Regions from separate parts of the Pan troglodytes genome. Here region 2 is linked to region 1. The links are chromatin contacts, called in public Hi-C maps. All regions are on one chromosome and are shown on one strand. The core of a region is the stretch at or near the end of the contact, and the rest is flanking DNA. Distances in the headings are between cores, read along the strand shown.

Evidence for each region. Hi-C and Micro-C count contacts between places; a contact is called where the count stands out from the background.
Region 2: a Hi-C map of stem cell-derived neural progenitor cells shows a contact between it and region 1, with 1.5 times the contacts expected there. The contact joins the enhancer-like site here to the promoter of MSN in region 1. A contact is called at or near these places in 2 of 7 Hi-C or Micro-C datasets (blood and stem cell-derived neural progenitor cells).

What each region holds. Positions count from the first base shown.
Region 1 is chrX:63,316,351-63,319,974 of NHGRI_mPanTro3-v2.0_pri, reverse strand. It overlaps MSN (moesin), which reads right to left and starts at 2,050. Exons shown (of 13, transcript XM_016943122.3): 1 at 1,756-2,050. The coding sequence starts at 1,767.
Region 2 is chrX:63,354,702-63,358,368 of NHGRI_mPanTro3-v2.0_pri, reverse strand. The region is part of intron 1 of MSN (moesin); the gene reads right to left. Among named protein-coding and RNA genes, the nearest start is that of MSN, 39 kb to the right of the region's middle. Within about 2 kb of position 1,783, at least 7 of the 24 cell types and tissues checked have an H3K27ac peak or open chromatin away from gene starts, as enhancers often do. A contact at or near this core is called in stem cell-derived neural progenitor cells, where this site is marked.

The sequences.
Region 1 (3,624 bases), core at 801-3,300:
GTACCCTCATTACTCCAGGCCTGACTACAAACAGCTTATACTCCATTCTCTCTCCATTCCCAGGAAAACAATAAACACGCTGTCTTGTCTTCTTTGCCACTTTGACTCAGATGAGATGGTTAATGCAAGTTTGAAGCAACTTCCAGGCCCATGAAGCTGTGTTTCAAAGTGGGCTATCTCAGAACTGAGGATGAGATATGCCACTACAGAAGAAAGACCGTGGAGCAATGTCTATTCCCAGAGATCCACCCAACTGTTCAGGCAAAGCCGCACCTTAAGAGGAGTCAGGAGTCAACCACAGAGAGAGACCCAAAGAGCCGCTCCTGACAGGATCTTTATAATCCTGTTTTGGCAGACAATGGGATATTTTCCCCTCTCTCCAAAACCATTACTCTCTCTCTTTGGGGGCGGGGACTAGGGAAGAAAGTGTGTAAAAGCCTCATGTCCTAAAACCACAAGCAATTTAAAGGAGATAGACAGTGAAAGCACATACTTTTTGAAAACTTGGTGTTTCTGAAGGACAAGGTTCTGGAAAGGCAAGAACGACTTGGCAGTGAGGCTGGTATACAGTAACGTGGCAACCAAAGCTCATCACAAACCCAAAAGGCTGGGCCCCCAACTCGCCTCCTCTCATCCCAGGGGCCTTCAGCCCTTTTCAAAGCTACTAGTCACTATCTCACCTCTACAAGGCTCAAGCAGTCCTGGGGAGACATGTTTGGGAGCACTGCATTGCCTAGGCCAGCTCAACAAGCTGTTTGGCCTAAGGGACTCAAGCCAGGGTGGTCACCAGGCCTTTCTGAGCAAGGGAAGGGCCTCAGCAGCCATTTGGCATGACTTGCACAAAAGCAAGCAGAGCTCATTAGTCAGGCACACCCCTCCTCCCCTCTCCCTCCTGGGCATCCGGCCCCCCTATCCCCACTCCCAGGAGGCTTCTGTTCCTCTCATAACAGCCAGTGGGGTGGAGACGCATCCCCAAATCAACCACCACTCTAGAAAGGTGTGGCCCCACGAGAGAACCCACACCACACAAAATAGTCCGGAGGGGATAGGAGGAGATAGAGAGGCATTAAGCAATAGGAGGGGCAGGGATTTGGAGGTGGAGAGGAGGGAGAAACCGGTCCTCTCTCCCAGGAGATGGGGTAGGCCTCTCCTCAGACTGGTGCCTAAATAAGTGTTGGTGCTCTCGGGTGCAGCCTCGATGACGATTTCCTCACATCTCTCTCCTCACCTCCTAGTGGAAAACAGCTGGAGCCACCCGGTGAGGCTGTGGGAAAGATGAGTGGGGGTGCCGGATCCGCCCCGAGCGGCTCCCTCCTTTCTCCCTGCTTCTCTGTTCCCATGTCCCCTCTTGGACATTGGCAGCCTTGCCCCAGAAAGGTGCCAATTCCTGGGTTGGGGAAAGTGTTGTCTTCTGGACCAGAATCCTCTCCTCTGTGCCCATGGCCCATCAGGGAAAAGGGGAAACCCCAGGCCCCAACGAAGCCGTCCTGACTGTTGCATCTCAGACACAGGGAACTGGAACCTGAGAAAGAGGCAGGCCTCGCCCCGTCCAAACTTCCAGCCTGGACACCCCCTCAACCCCTGAGGGTGCACCAGACCAGGATCCCACTCCGGTCCCCTCCCTACCCTTGGCTATGGCGGAGGGCGCGGCGTCCCAGGCGGGCCGGTGGCTGGCCAAGCCCTCAGCCATCAGCAAAGGGCTATGAGGCTCAGCCAGAGCCATTGGGGTCGACAGCGCCCACCCCCGGCACTCACCGTTTTGGGCATGGTGGCGGCAAAGGCAGCGGAGTTGGCGAAGTTTAGCTAGGACTGTCGGGCAGTGCTGAGCACGCAGTACACACGGCTTGGATTCGGCTGGCCGGGGACTCAGATTGGGTCCCTCACTAGCGTCGGGGCGACTGTTAGGCTTCCTGCTAACGGGCCACGACTTCACAAACCCCACCCAGGAAAGAGCCGCCCCTGTCGCGCCGCCCGCTCCTTTATGTGGCCCGGCTTCCGCGCCGCTCCCCGCCCTCGCGCCCGCCTCCCCGCCGACCGCTGGCCTTGCCCCGCCCAGCCCCGCCTGGCCAGGCCCGGCGCAGCCAGGCCACAGCGGCCACGTGGGGGGCCCGGCTGGGCCCGGGCGGACCTAGGGTAGCTACCGCTCCCCACCCAGACCCACCCGGCTCCTCTCCCACCCCGGTCACAGCCCCTAGCCTTCCACGTCCTGGCCTTCCAGCCCCACCCCCACTCAGGGCCCAGACCCTGGGCCCTGACAGATGCTTACTCAGCCCCTGACTGCAACTTTCCACTGATGGGGAGCTCACTACCTATCTTTTCCTTCTCTAGACAGCTCTGGCTCTTAGAAAGTTCTTGCCGTGTCTGAACTCCTTTTCTCTATGGCTTCCATCCATGGATCTCAGTTCTGCTCCCTGAGGCCACACAGATCCCCTGTTGTCCCTAACAGCTCCTCAAAGGCCTGAAGATCTCAGGTCCACAGGAAACTTCTCTTCTTTTGGCTAAACTGCCTCACCTCTTAAAACACTTCATCCATTCTCTTCCGTAGGACTCTCCCCATCATATTTCCTACCCATCCTTGCTCAGTCCTCATTTATCTTTCCTTCATCTAAATCCCAGTCTTCACCTTCCTCAAATCAGTGACCTGATCCTTTAGCCCCTCTCCCAGTACATTCACTTTCTGATGTCCTGATGGGGCTGGCTATAATTCCCTCAGGTTAGATGTGACCTCCCTAGTCCACACCCTTGGGGTTTGTCTGCCAGCTCCCTTTCTCCTTCTTGTCAAGGTCACAGAATCCCAGGATGGCAGTGTTCTAGACTGTTGAAGTCGTCTGGTCAAGTCTGAGTTTTAGGCTGAGTGTGGTGGCTCATGACTGTAATCTTAACACTTTGAGAGGCTGATGCAGGAGGATTGCTTGAGCCCAGGAATTCGAGACCAGCCTGGGGAGCATATCAAGACCCCCTCCCATATCTATATAAAAAAAATAAGTGAGGGCCGGGCATAGTGGCTCACTCCTGTAATCCCAGCACTTTGGGAGGCTGAGGCGGGCTGATCATCTGAGGTCAGGAGTTCAAGACCAGCCTGGCCAACATGGTGAAACCCCATCTCTACTAAAATTACAAAAATTAGCCGGGCACGTGCCTGTAATCCGAGCTACTCGGGAGGCTGAGGAGGGAGAATCGCTTGAACCCGGGAGGCGGAGGTTACAGTGAGTCATGACTGAGCCAGTGCACTCCAGCCAGGGCAACAGAGTGAAACTCTGTCTCAAAAATAATAATAATAATAGTAAGTGAGACCATGTGCAGTGGCTTACACCTGTAATCCCACCACTTTGGGAGGCCAAGACCTGCAGATCACTAGAGGTCAAGAGTTTGAGACCAGCCTGCTCAACATGGCGAAACCCCATCTCTATTAAAAATACGAAAAAAAAAAACAAAAAAATTAGCCGGGTGTGATGGCACGTGCCTGTAGTTCCAGGCACTCGGGAGGATGAGGCAGGAGAATCGCTTCCGGGAGGCAGAGGCTGCACTGAGCCCAGATTGGGCCACTGCACTCCAGCCTGGGCAATAGCACAAGACTCCGTCTCCAGAAAAAGTAAAATAAAATAAGTCCGAGTTTTAGTTTGA
Region 2 (3,667 bases), core at 534-3,033, 39 kb before region 1:
AAATAATAAAAATTTTAAAATTAAAAATTAGAAAAAAACTAAGTCATGAGGACAAGGCCATTGGTCTATGCTCTCCTGTTTTCTGTGTACGTGTCAGAGGTAGCAGGGAGTAAGGGTAGTAACAGCTGGGGCCTGAAAGTGATAGATAGGATAGAAGTCCTGATCAAAGAAGGTCCCTTTGTTCTCTCTTAGATTAATCAGGGATTCAAGAGTGCAAGATGGGCTGCAGGCCCAGACCCACTGCCACAGAGGGCCCACTGGATGCTCACCCTTAGTGGGCACCCATGGTCTTCTTTTCGGGCCTAGACGCTGCTCTCTCCCTAAAGAGAAGACAGTGGTCTTGTTTGGGAGGAAAGAACCTAAAAATGAAGTTTCCAAAGTTGGCAGAAAATTCCCAGCCAGTCCTTCCAGTCCTTCAGTTTGACAGGAATACAGGAGCTGACCCGGATGGGGTAGCATTTCAAGATGTAGTCCCCAGAAGAGAACTGTTTATATGCCTAGATCCCTGCCTAAGCCAGGCCCTGAGGATCTAGGCACAGCATGAGGTTAAAGACTGTGTCTCAGAAGAACATTAAGGTTTGAAGGAACAATAACAAAATGTCTGCATGTGTGTTTGGGGAAGGGGGAGTGTCATCCTCTCACATGCACTGGCCCTCCCACCCGTTGCCCAAGAACAATAAGCCCACTGTTATTTACTGAGCAATTCAACATAGACGCTTCCCACACCAAGCACTTCACTAAGCACAAACAAACTCATCTCGGTGGTACACTGTCCAAAGCCTTCAACAAACTGGGTTCTCTCTCATGTCTCCAGTTAGCTGGGCTGAGACACAAAAGTAACCAGGCCAGATGCTACCTCTGTCTTGGCACCAGCAGCTGAGGTACTTTGGTGTCTGGGCCTGCCAGTTTCACATAAGCAACTCTCTCTTTGCCTATCATCAGAAGCACCCAGGTGAGCGGTAGCCCAGCTACAGCAAAAGGGATTAGCAATGGTTTCCCCTCACCTACCCCATGTCACTGAACTATAAGATGGCTCTTTCCTGGAGAGAAGTTTGGAAGAGTCAGAGAGAAAAGCAGAGAGTAAGTCAAATAATTACAAGTAACTTGCCTGGAGCATGGACCTCCGAGCTGAGGGGATGAACATTACCATCCCCACTTCATAGATGAGAAAACTGAAGTGCATAGAGGCAGGTGACAGAAGGATGGAAATGAACACTTACTGAATGCCAACAATGTGTCGGCCTCATCACACACAGTCTCACTTAACATCACTGAGGTCACATTTACTCAGCCAACAAGTAGTGGGGGCGGGTCTTCTGGACATTCCTGGAGCTCCTTCCACAACTCCACCCACCTCTCCTGTCATGTTGTCTTCAGACACTGGCTTGGCAACTATTTTGGCTAAGACTCAAACATTCTGGCATAGGAAGCCTGGGCACATCTGGGAAGCACTGCTTGGGAAGGTCCCCTTGTCTCACTGGGGCAGAGGTTGTGAGTCAGCCCAGTTGGGTCTGAGCTCAATGACCTCATTTCCACCTGCCACCTCCCCAAGGGGCCACCCCCGCTGGGCTTTCAGTGGGGCTGCTGGTGTAGAGAAGAAGGCAAGTATAAGTGGGGCAGGGGAGCCAGAAGAAGGATGTGCCCTACCAACGCAATCCCAGAGTTCTAGTATCTTCCTTGGCCAGAGAATAGTCATCACAGCGTCACTCACACTGCCTTCATCAGGTCGGAAGCTAAACTCCATTGTTTAGGCTCCAGTTCCCACCATTTCCTGCTACTAAGAGTGGGGCCAAGGCAGGGCAGGGCAGGTCCTGGTCTGTTTTGCCTCTCTGGATGACAGCACTGTCTCAACTAGCTCTTTTCCATAAGAGGGAAAACAAGGTTTGCTTTGAATCTTTAGCCTAGGGGCCATTCTGCTCCTCCTCCTCTTCCTTCACTGACTCACTCACTTCCCAGCAAGTCAGCCTCTTCCCTGTTGACTTGGAAGTGGTAACTGGTACAGTTATCTGCTAGGACCTCTTCCAGACTCTCAATACAGCCCATAAAACCTGACTGGGGTTAACCTTTCCTATGCCTGTGCCTTTTCCCAGTAGCTTCTAGAAAGGAGAACAACACCCAACCTCACTCACACCTTAATGGGTTAGCAGTATTTCTTCAACCACTCCAACTGCTCCAGAGGGCGTCAGAGACAAGGGTCCCCTTTCATTTGTTTTGACCCAGCCCTGTCATCCAAAGCTCCTCAAGAAGCATTTCAACTGGAAGACAAGGGCACACTGGAAACTGAGAGTTACTCCTCCAATTACCATATGTGTGAGGGTTAGCAATGGAAATATAACCACCTTGTCCCTGTGGGAGCAGAGTTCAGGTCAGAGGTGAAAATTGAAAGAAAAAAATCAGAAACAGTGATGTCACTTTAGCAAGTTAGTTTCTTCGTTAATCCAGCCGTAATTGCATGGCCTTTTGTTCAACCTCAGGCCCAGGTAAAGCCCTCTTGTTTTTCTCTCCACACGTGAAAGTCTGGAAGAAAACCATCTCCTTAGTGTCTGAACCTAACTTCAGTTCTTACTTTCAAAATCACCTTAGCCAAACCATACCCCCAGGGCAAATACTCTCCAGCCCCAACTCATCTCTCCTTCTTAGGCACATGGGCTGACACACCAGCTCCTTAGCATGGCCATTCCTCTTTTTACATTTTCTCATTATTTCAACCCATGCATCCTAGAATCTCATATGGCTTCTCCCTTCTGAACTTAAACTTGTCCTCTAAGAAAATAAACAGTCCAGAATCCCAAACTGTCAGACCTGAAAAAGACCTCAGAGATCACTCGATTCGAACCTTGCAACATACAGCTGGGGAAACTGAGGTCCAAAGAAAGGTAGGCACTGACCCAGAGCCACATAGCTGCTAGGCAGTGTGGGAGGAGGGGCTAAAAACCTGGCTTTTGAGGCTGGGCGCGGTGGCTCACACTTGTAATCCCAGCACTTTGGGAGGCCAAGGTGGGTGGATCACCTGAGGTCAGGAGTTCGAGACCAGCCTGACCAATATGGTGACATCCTGTTTCTACTAAAAATACAAAAAATTAGCCAGGCATGGTGTTGTGTGCCTGTTGTCCCAGCTACTAGGGCGGCTGAGACAGGAAAATTGCTTGAACCCGGGAAGCGGAGATTGCAGTGAGCCAAGATCGCGCCACTGCACTCCAGCCTGGGTGACGAAGCAAGACTCCGTCTCAAAAAAAAAAAAAAAAAAACCTGGCTTTTGATCCACTAGCCTATTTAGTAAGCCATAGTGCCAGCCTGACATTTAGAAAACAGTAGATACTTCAAGCATACTATTATTGATCTAAAAAAAAAACTATGTGGAGGAGGCTGGATCAATTTGTTTCCGTGAAAAACTCCAAGCTGGCACTGCTTGGAAGTTTAGCTTTCAACAGAGGGCAGGCCTAACTTTCAGGATCTGAGACAATCACCACCACCCATTCTAGGGAGACTAAATATTTTATAACACCATGGAAGGAGAACTCAGAAAGCCCTGTTTCCAGAACTGTTTCCTTTGGAAAAACTTGAATAGCAACTGGTTGGGAAGGCCCCCAGTAATAGGCATAGCCAAGACTCAAGCTGGGGATTGAGGAGGGCACAGAGCAGAGAAAGAGGAAGGGAATTTGAGTAA